2 separate regions of the Sus scrofa genome follow, and region 1 is linked to region 2. The links are chromatin contacts, called in public HiChIP or PLAC-seq maps. All regions are on one chromosome and are shown on one strand. Each heading gives the region's core, a stretch centred on a gene start, on an enhancer-like site or on the middle of the called end of the contact. The rest is flanking DNA. Distances are from core to core; before and after follow the strand shown.

Evidence for each region. HiChIP or PLAC-seq counts read pairs in DNA pulled down with a chosen protein or histone mark.
Region 1: a contact with region 2 is called in an H3K27ac HiChIP or PLAC-seq map of alveolar macrophages. The contact joins the enhancer-like site here to the promoter of IDO1 in region 2. A contact is called at or near these places in 1 of 5 promoter capture datasets (liver), 19 of 47 Hi-C or Micro-C datasets (adipose tissue, alveolar macrophages, embryonic fibroblasts and 11 more) and 1 of 2 datasets of contacts at active chromatin or transcription factors (alveolar macrophages).

The regions. Positions count from the first base shown.
Region 1 is chr17:9,298,424-9,303,995 of Sscrofa11.1, reverse strand. It overlaps IDO2 (indoleamine 2,3-dioxygenase 2), which reads right to left. Exons shown (of 12, transcript XM_021077736.1): 3 at 1,139-1,700; 4 at 799-910; 5 at 547-666. The coding sequence starts at 1,179. Among named protein-coding and RNA genes, the nearest start is that of IDO2, 24 kb to the right of the region's middle. Within about 2 kb of position 1,670, at least 10 of the 83 cell types and tissues checked have an H3K27ac peak or open chromatin away from gene starts, as enhancers often do. A contact at or near this core is called in adipose tissue and alveolar macrophages, where this site is marked.
Region 2 is chr17:9,244,010-9,248,942 of Sscrofa11.1, reverse strand. It overlaps IDO1 (indoleamine 2,3-dioxygenase 1), which reads right to left and starts at 3,660. Exons shown (of 10, transcript NM_001246240.1): 1 at 3,562-3,660. The coding sequence starts at 3,660.

The DNA of each region.
Region 1 (5,572 bases), core at 421-2,920, 57 kb before region 2:
CTCTGACGTGATAGCAGCAGATCTGCGTTGTGGCCTTGAAATTTCCACAAACTTGCTATCTGACCTTGGGCGAGCAATTTAACTTCTGTTACCCCCACCCCACCCCCCGGTGTCTGCAAAATGGGCAGAGCTTGGCCATACTTACCTTCCGGGACGGTGAACACTGACTGTGATTATAGATGTGTAGAAGAGCACAAAACGCTGTTAAAAGGAAGCTGTTCTATTTTTTATGACATCTCAGGACTTGCCTTCAAATTGGAGACTTCAAAATTCTTGGAGGAGAGTGGGTACCAAATAAAAATTGAAAAAAAAAAAAAAAGATCCAAAACTTGATGAAAGGGCTACAGGTTCTAAAGAAAAGTAACCCTTGGCCAGAAGGTAGAAACATCTTTCATGTCAATGAACCCTTTGCCCTTCCTTCAATTCATATCCCCCAGGAGGGAGGAAACCCAGAAGGGACCCATTTTCAGGGAAAATAGTAGAGCAAGCACACCCCGGGTGCCGCAGACCTGCTGGATGACAAAACAGGCGTCCCTCTGCCCCTACCTCTTTGGGCTGCGTCTCTCCTTCCTGCCAGACATACCCCATGGTGATAAAGCTCAGGATCAGGTGGGCCAGGTGCTGCTCCTTGTAACCCGTGAGGAACTGGCAGTTCAAGAGGGGCATCTGTTCAAGAGAATTGCCAGATATTACCAGCTGCAGGAGTGGGATGGACATAGGGCTGCTGTGGCTTGAAGGGATCTTTGGGTGTAAAAGATGGGCTATGTTTCTTTGAAGGGCCTGAGTCTCTGCACACACCCATTCCTCCTCTGATCTTAAGATGCTGCCGTGTAGAAGGCATTTCAGATGATTTTGCTCACGAAGTGCCCCAAATTGTCCCCCTGATTTTGCTGGACTCTGGTCACCATCACTGAAATGACAGCTTAGTTAGAGCGTTGTAGAATAACTAAGTCCCAAGATTGCTATCATTTACTGAAGGGCCGTCTCCCAGGGCAATCTTTACAATCCTGCCTTAGGAAAGCACCTCGGCTAACTGGTCCATTTACCCCGAATAATAGCCCTGTAGCTGTGGGGATTACTCTCTTTGTTTTCTTCATAGGTAAACAGACCCAGTGGAGTTAGGAATGTGATCCGATACCTAGCTGAGCTGGAGTGAGGGTGGGGTGGGTTCAGTCCCATCCAAGCACGTCCAGTCCAAACACTTCCCGTGACCTTGGCTGAGTCTTTTCACCTCTCCACGCCTGCTTCCTCCTTGTTCAAGATGACTCTTCGGGAGGTTTAAAGGTGATGTTATTGAAGGCAAAACCTTGTACGCAAGTGAGTTACTACCCACAGCGCTACCCAAGCAAAAATGACTGTTTCTCAGTTTTGCTGGAGTGAGCCTGGCGAGTCTTGGTTGCCATCAACAGCCTCTGAGCTCCAGCTTCCTTGCACATCCTCCTAGAGTTTCCTCCATCCCCAATCCCTTCCCCAGCGCTAGACACAGTCTGATGTGGATCTTCCCAGGTGACGCTGTCCCGGGTCCGAAGCGCCAGAAGGGGCAGCGGTGGACGTCGCGGGTTGTCTCTTTAAGCTCCTAGATGAAGGATGGGCTGGGACCGGCCCAGCTGGAGCCTCAGCCTTCGCGATGGACTCCTTCCTCCGCTGTCCTCTAGGGGGCAGCATCTCCGTGTCTGTCCGCACTTTGCCAGACTTTGGCCCTAAAAATGGACTCGGGATAGAATCTAGAAAGGGGTGTGTGTGTGTGTGTGCGCGCGTGCGCGGCATAACGCTAAAAGTTTCCAACGCAGGGCGGTAATCTGTCTTCCCCCAAACCCACAGGCCAAAACTGAGAGTCTGAAAAAGATCTTTACATAGGGTCACAGAGCCAAGAGGGACTGAGCCAGGGGGTTACTTCAGTTCTGCAGACTGCAGCCCTGCTCTCTGAAGGCAACCCTGCCCAGTATAAATGAGAGCCATGTGTGTAATTTTACATTTTCTGTCAGCCAGATTTTGAGTAGAAAAAACAACAAAAACCCCAAGAAACAGATAGACTTAGTTTTAATAACATTTGATCTAGGATAATATAGGCAAAATATTATCAACATATAATAAGTATTAAAAATATCAAGATAGATAGGGAGTTCCAAGAGTGGCTTAGCAGAAAGGAATCTGACTAGCATCCATGAAGATGCAGGTTCAATCCCTGACCTTGCTCAGTGGGTTGAGGATCCAGAGCCTCTGTGAGCTGTGGTGTAGGTTGCAGAGGCAGCTCGGATCCCTCATTGCTGTGATTGTGGCTGTGGCCCACAGCTGTAGCTCCATTTCCACCCCTAGCCTGGGAACCTCCATAGGCTGTGGATGTGGCCCTAAAAAGACCAAAAACAACAAACAAAGCAAAAAAGACTTTGAAAAAAAACATATTAAGATAGTTTACACTCTCTTTTTATAGTGAGTCTTCAAACTTCAGTGAATATCTTACATGTCAATTTTTCATGGCCACATTTCAGGTGCTTGGTAGCCAGGAGTGGCTATTGACTTCTTACAGTGTGGCAGTCTCAAAGTGAGAGAATAAGGTGTCCTGACTGAGAAGGTTTCTCTTGGCTAGAGGTTCTGTTTTGTTTTTTGGAAACTTCCTGTGTATTTCAGAACCTATAGACTCTCCCCAGGCAAACATACAAATAATGTTTTAATTGATTAAAACAGAGACCTTTGTAATGGGATTTTTTTCTACCAAAAAAAAAAAAAAAAGAATGTCATGATTAGGAAAAGAGTGAGATAAGAACTTTAAATACTTTTGTCAGTTTCAGGTTATCAACTTAATTACATAATTGTTTTTCCCTGTAAGGTGGAAAGCAAAGGCTTTTGCAAAAGCAAGAGTAGTTTAGCTTCATTGCATCAAAACACAAAACAGTTTTCTTTTGTGCCTAGCAAGAGCTGGCTGGCATATTTCCCGATTCTCTGAATATTGGTTACAACGTCTCTTTGTATAAATATGAAGGAGGCTGAGTTGAGAATACTGAGCACATGGAGTAAGATTTTCACAATTGGTCTCAAAAACCCTGGTTTAGGAGTTCTCGTGGGTTAAGGATCCAGTATTGTCACTGCAGGGGCTCGGCCACATGCCACAGGCAAGGCCAAAAACAAAACAAAACCAAATGAAAATCAAATTACAACAGAACAAAAAACCCACCCATATTTAGGCAGCATTTGCTTAACTGAAGCAAACTATTTTTCTGGAATCAGGTTTTCCCTTATTTATTTGGGCTTATATTGAGTTTTTTTATTTGTTTATTTCTTTGCTTCCCCAAAGTTCCTTTTACACAGCAACTTATTTTTAGGAGGTAAATAAACTGGAAACCTTTAATCAGATTTTTTAAAGCACTGGTTGTTTATCTTCAGGTTTTTACTGGAAGCCTCAAGTCCTGAAACTCCCTCCTCTTTTTTTTTTTTTGTCTTTTTATGGCTGTACCCATGGTATATGGAAGTTCCCAGACTAGGAGTCAAATCAGAACTGCAGCTGCTAGCCTACGCCACAGCCACAGCCACAGCAACTCAGGATCCGAGCCACATCTTCGACCTACACCACAGCTCACCGCAGTGCCATATCCTTAACCTCACTGAGCGAGGTCAGGGATCGAACCTGCAACCTCATGGATAGTAGTCCCGTTCGTAACCCACTGAGACACAACTGGAACTCCAACTCCTCCTTTTTGACGCACTTCTTCTCTTCCTACTGTTTAGTAACTTGGGGTTATCCATTCATCTCAGGAAGAGAGGTTAGAGTTGTCAGGTTTAGTAACAAACATAATTTTCCTCCTCATGTTTCTAGAATATTTCTGAGTTCTCTCTCTTGGGTAGCTTCCTGTGAGTAAATCAGTTGCCTGTCGAGCTTTGACCCAGGGGGTGGAGAAGGGGGAATCTTTCTCTTCCTCTAAGACAGGGGAGTGTAAGTCGACAAACACATTTTTTACCAAGATATAGGGAAATACACTGAGGCTTTCTAAGAACATGGTGGTTGGCCTGGGAGTACTGTAAGATGAAAAGTGTAAATTCAGGAGTTCCCCTCATGGCTCAGTGGGTTAAGAACCTGACATAGAATCCTTGAGGATTCAGGTTCGATCCATGGCCCTGCTCAGTGGGTTAAGGATCTGTCGTTGCCATAAGTGGCTAGGATCCCAGGTTGCTGTGGCTGTGGCATAGGCCTCAGCTACGGCTCGCATTGCACCCCTAGCCTGGGAGCTTCCACATGCTATGGGTGTGGCAGTAAAAGGAAAAAAAAAATAACATAAAAAATAGGAGTTCCCATCATGGCGCAGTGGAAACAAATCCGACTAGGAACCATGAGGTTGCGGGTTTGATCCCTGGCCTCACTCAGTGGGTTAAGGATCCAGCATTGCCATGAGCCGTGGTGTAGTTCACAGACTCAGCTCTGATCTGCTGTTGCTGTGGCTGTGGTGTAGGCCAGCAGCTATAGCTCCAGTTGGATCCCTAGCCTGGGAACCTCCATATGCCGTGGGTGTGGCCCTGAAAAGACAAAAAAAAAAGAAAAAAAAAGAAGTGTGAATTCACTGATTATGTTGTTTGTGCCAAGTGAAGGACTCAGAAGGATGCATGTCTTAGTCTGAAGCTCCATGTGTGGTGGGAAGCCATAATATTTGCTTCTCATGATGGTTTTCTGTCTCAGTCTATAGCAGTGAAGTCTAAAAGGTATTTTTTTTTTGTTTGTTTCCGAGTTAGTTGTCGATGAGGAATTTGAAGATTAGAGGCTGGCCATGAGTGTTGTGTTAGTTTCCTAAGGCTGCCTCAACCAAGGAACACAACAGAAATATCTTCTCTTGAAATCTTGTACAAGCCCCCACATCTTTATGTTTTGAAGTAGATGGCTTTTCCTTTAGCCTCCCAGGCCACCCCTTCGTCTCAAAAGGCTGATTCCAGAGTTAATGATTAGGGACTATTGTTACAGCTAAAAACTAGTTAACGCAGTCTCCATGATGTTATGTCCTGCCTGGGCCCGTGAATTTACACTAATGGGCTTTTCACAAATGAATTCTTCCTTGCTTCATTGCTATCCTTTAACTAGTGATTCCTTTCTAGTCAGAGTAAGATTGTGTGCCTAGTGTTTTCTTTTGCTTTGAAACACTCCCAAACACCCCCTTCCTCTTGTGAGCAACCTTCACTGCAGAGACAAGGTCAAGGTGATAACCCCAAAGACCACCAACAACAGTCACCGAACCACCTGACTCCAGCCTTGATGACTTTGAAATGATCTCTGCAAGGAGAAGAATGCCGGCGCCCTAATCCTCATCAACAGCCCTGTTTTTTCCAGCTAAACCTATAAACCCCTTGCAATCTCCTCTCAAGGAGGACACAGCTTGGAGGCGTTAGCCTGCTGTGGTCTCCTTTGCCTGGCAAAGCAATAAAGCTGTTCTTTCTGCTTCACCTAAGATCCTGCCTCCGAGACTTAAGTGGAGCTGGTGTACAGAGCCTGGTTTCAGATGCACTCACAGTTCTGGAGGCTGGAAGTCTGGCATTAAGGTATCTATGAGGTTTGTTCCTTCTGGCGACTCTAAGGGGGAATCTGGTCTATGTT
Region 2 (4,933 bases), core at 2,411-4,910:
TATTGCTGTAGCCGTGGTGCTGCAGCTCCAATTTGGCCTCTAGCCTGGGAACCTCCATATGCTACATATGCGGCCCTAAAAAGAAAAAAAAAAAAAAAAAAAAGGTTTTTGAATGGAAGAAAAGTGAGATGTGCTAAACATCAGTAGAACACTAGGCACTTGCTAAGAGGTTTCTCATTTAATTATTATAATGGCCCTACAAATTGGTTGCTATCTCCATGCCATAAATAAGAAATGCAAGGCTCACAGTGTATGTAGTTTGTTTTGTGCATAAGATTTCTTGTGATTCAAAAGTAGGTGTTTCCAACTTTTGAAAAACCTTGTTCTTTTTACATCTCACTACCTGATGGCAAGGGTTTTATCATGCTTTTAACCCTATATTTCTCACAGCATCTGGCACAGTCCTGGGCAGGTAGGAGATGCTGTATACATACATACGGCTTGATTGCCTTCTTGGGAGTACAGGCTTATTTTTTGCCAAGTAAAAATGAAACTCCAAGAAAAGTGTGTTAAAAGCAAGACAATAGGCCCCGCATGGAGTAACTTAGGTTAAGCTCCATGTTACCAAATCAAGAATTAATACTTAATTACACTTTCAGCCTCTCCTAGAATGGAATCCAAAACCAGTCGATGTGGAATTACCTGGTCAGCTCTAGTGAGGTCATCGGTTCATAGACCCCTGTCCTTCTCTAAAGGAAGAGATACAACCTAACCCTAACCCCAACCCAATTTTGGCAGGTCTAACTTCCTTGTTCCTACTCCCTTCTGCCTATAAATGTCTTTTGTTCTTTTTTTCTTTCTTCTTTGTAGGGCTGCACCTGCGGCATATGGAAGGTCACAGGCTAGGGGTCGAATTAGAGCTGCCGCTGCTGGCCTATGCCACAGCCACAGCAACTGGGGATCCAAGTTGCATCTGTGACCTATACCGCAGCTTGCAGCAATGCCGGATCCTTAACCCACTGAGCGAGGCCAGGGATCGAACCCACATCTTCATGGATACTAGTCGGGTTCTTAACCAGCTGAGTCACAAAGGGAACTCCCACATCTTTTGTTCTGCACAGCTTCTCAGAGTCCCTTTCTCTCTTCCCCTGGTGCTGCCTGATTCATGAATCACTGAAGGAAGACAATGAGCTCTCTGACATTTACTTGGTTGGATTTTTTTTTTAACAAGTTTCACCTCTGGATCTTGTATTTATAATCTGGTCTCAAGGGAAAACCTCGAAACAAAAGAGCTAGGCAACACCCCAAAATGTGACGCAGATCCCTGAATGGAATGCAGTATGCCCTGTCCCCACACGGTTCTCACTGAGCTGCCTCCTGACATGCTTTTGGGGGCATCCACCCTGAACTATAGGGATGAAATACAAATCAGGGGCTTACCGCAAACCAACAGGAGTGAGGCTTTAAGCTGCAAAACCAAGTTGATATTATAGGTAAGCTATAAACCCCAAAGACAAATGTAATAGAAGATTTAAGCATGTTCAGGGGCTGCAGAAAATTGGCTGGACTTAATCTGTCAGGGAGGATTTTTAGCAATGAAAAATTCAGGCAGCATATTCATCAGAAAGTCACCTTTCCTGTTTACTCTGAATTTTTCTGCCGAACCACACAAATACTGTGTTTTAGTGTTTTTAGTAATGCATACATAGTTTTGTTGCTGTGTGTTTCACTGTGTGGCACACTCAAATTTTTGATTGTTGCTATTTCCCCCAAGTAACAGAAATACTTTATTATGTGTCATGATTAGTGTCCTATTGGACCAAGCTTTCAACAAAGGCAAAATTCAATCAGTAATATACTTCTGGTTCAGAGAATACCTAACTGATATTATATCAATTAATAAAGAATAACACAGAGGGCTGTTCAACTCCTGTTAGAGTAGAGAATATATTTTGCATGGATATGGAATAAGAAGACATATTATTTTCCTTTAGAATAGGAAGCTGATAGATCATAAGAGATGAATTGAACATTTTGAACCTATAATTTCCAGGAAAGATCTTCAGTGAAGAAATAAAATTTGGGTTTTTTTTCATGTTTCAAGACACAAATCTAACTTCTTAAGCATTTTAAGTAGCAGCATTATTTAAGTAGCTCAGGAAGAGTTTTGCTTCAATTTAGTTTTGAAGTTTTGCTTTAATCCTTGGAATGTGTTTTCAAGGTCTACAGAACTACCATGATTATTTTATTTTTTTTGAGAGAATTGACTTTTGAGGAGGGGAATGATATATTTGACATGAAGCTTTGCAGCTTCTGAAAAAGATTTTTTTTTCCTGGTACCATGGATAGTACATCCTTGAAACATTGCATCCTGGTCCCTGTGTGCTTACATGAAGAAGTGACAAGTCTGAATATTATTGATTTGCAAATACAAAGTAAAAGTGCTTTTAGCAGTCAAATTAAAACATATGCTTCATTTTTCTGGAATTAACAAGAATCTGAAGAGGAAATTAGATTGGAACCAAGAATTTGCTTTAGATGTGCCTGTTTTATGCAAGATATTTACAAGATATGATTTCTAACTACAGTTAGATTAGAATCTGACTAAAATATATATTTGCTGAATTTGAAGTTTTCTCTGGAGTGCATTCTGTTTGAGCCACAAATAGGGGCATATTGTCATACAGAACTGTCACAACAAGTAGCTGTTTCCTAGAAATCCTTTCTTGGAATCTCCTATTCCTTGTTAAACCCAAGAGTAGGGAGGAAAAAAAAAAAAAAAAAAAGCAACCCCTTGTATTCTCTTCTCTTAAGTGAGGCAGTGTAGCATAATAGGCACTAGATTTAAGATCTTGGGCTCTGGATCCAGCCTGATTACATCCAAGCCCTGGTATTTCAGGCTCTGTGAGTTCCAATAATGACTTAAATTCTGCATGGCTTATATTTCGCATCAGGATGATGAGATTGATATACATACCTTTCAGGCTGGTTGTAAAGATGGACAAAGTTAGTATCTGTAAATTGCTTAAAAAAAAAATGCAACAGGAGTGGTTTGGTGATTAAAGTGTTAATGATAAGATGCTTTTCATGGTGTTCTTTGGAAGATAACTTAGAAAAGGTAATTATAAGGTACACCTTTATTCTGCATGTCTTGCACTCTGTGGGCTTGATAACCACCTGGCAATATTAATAATAATAATACCACACAAGGTTGCTAGATGTCCCACTTCAAAAATATTATCAAAACAGGGACGCAGACTTCACCCAATCTAAGGTACATTAACTGAGAAATGTGGTTCCTTTGACTCATCAGTCATTTATTACTTTTTTCTTTTTTAAAATGCCCCCTGCCATGCCATTGTCTGAAGCCAAAATATTTCCACAATTTCCTTTTCTCACCCATCTCTATAACGGTGTAAGGTAAGTATGAAGTACCCCTAAGACTCATTTTCTAGGTAGAGAACTTTTAGAAAGTTAAGTGAAATCCCTTTATTAAAACACTGCCTCCGGTTTTAGCCCTGCTTTCCTGCTGAAACCCATTCATTCAATGGAAAGTGTACTTGTCCAGGTAAATCATGATAAGAAAAACATTTTGCCCATAATTTCAGTCCCCTCTCTTACCAGTGGATTTGGCAGAGCAAAGCCTAGGTTTTCATCTATGTGGTACTCTTCAAAGATCTTCCAAGAATTGTCCATAGGAGACCACCAATCAAGTGCCATCTTTGCAGGCAGCTCCTCTGGTCCTCCTTGCTCTTTGAGGAAGGAGAGCCAGAGCATCTATTTATTAGAGAGGATGCCATAGCCAGTGACCTCAACTCTTCACGTAGGCAGTAAAAACTACTTCCACTTTTAGAATAGTTTCATTTTCTACTTTCTTTGTCTGTAATTTGATGAAAAAAAATAATAAAACCACAAAAGCATCACTGTTCGTCATATGAAGAAACTGAAAGTTGATATTTCTTCTCAGACATTGATCACTGGGGACATCATTTGCTTACTGCTTTAGGAAATTAGAAGGGGCCCTTCTGAAATAACAAAAGCCATGAAACTAGGTGACCAGAAAGAACATTCTTATTTGATGGGAACTTCTTAATCTCCAAGTTCAAATAGTGAATTGGACCAACGCCTAAGGTGCTAAATCATCATTTAGTTATTTCTGTCACCAGCTTTCTTGTAATCTCCCAGAGGTCTTTGACTGTATTAGCGTCTTGACTCAGCAGCCATAAGGAACACCCGTGATGCCCAGAGTTAGGGACTGTGAAACAAAAGAAAAACACAAGGACTTGGAGAATTTAGAAAGATAGCATCTCTTCATCCCAAACCCCAATTTTCTTACTCAGTCTTTTGAGGTTGTTCACAGTGATACTGTTCTTTCCTCTTCATGTTCCCAATAAGAGCTTTTTTGTTTTGTTTTGTTTTGTGTTTTTTTTTTTTTTTGGCTGTGCCCGCAGCATGCAAAAGTTCCCTGGCCAGGGACCAAACCTGTTGCACCAAAGCTCTAACCTGAGCCACAGCAGTAACCACACCCGATCCTTAACTGCGAGGCCATCAGGGAACTCCCCCAATAAGTCATTTTTAAGGAAGATTTTCTTGCATCTCTACTTCATCCGACTGCTAAGGGACCAAGAAGGCAATAAGACCTTCCCATCTGTAATATGTCAAAAGTTGGTAGAAAGGATAAAACATCCTGAAAATGGTCCTTTTAAAATGCAAAGTAAGACTGCATTGAGCAAAGGTTGTCAGGGTGTCCTCAGGTCTGTGGTCACTTACAGGCATCATTTGATCATATACACCAAGCTGAAGCAGAAGAACCCATGTTGTTCCTTTTGATGATCAAAAGGAGTAAAAAGGAGTTTGTGTTTAGTACCTTAAAACAATGCACAGTGTTTCAATGTTCACACATCTCAATGTCCTATGATGAACCGTAATGGAAAAGAATATTTAGACAAGAGTGTGAATATGTATATAGATGTAGATATAGACATAGATCTGA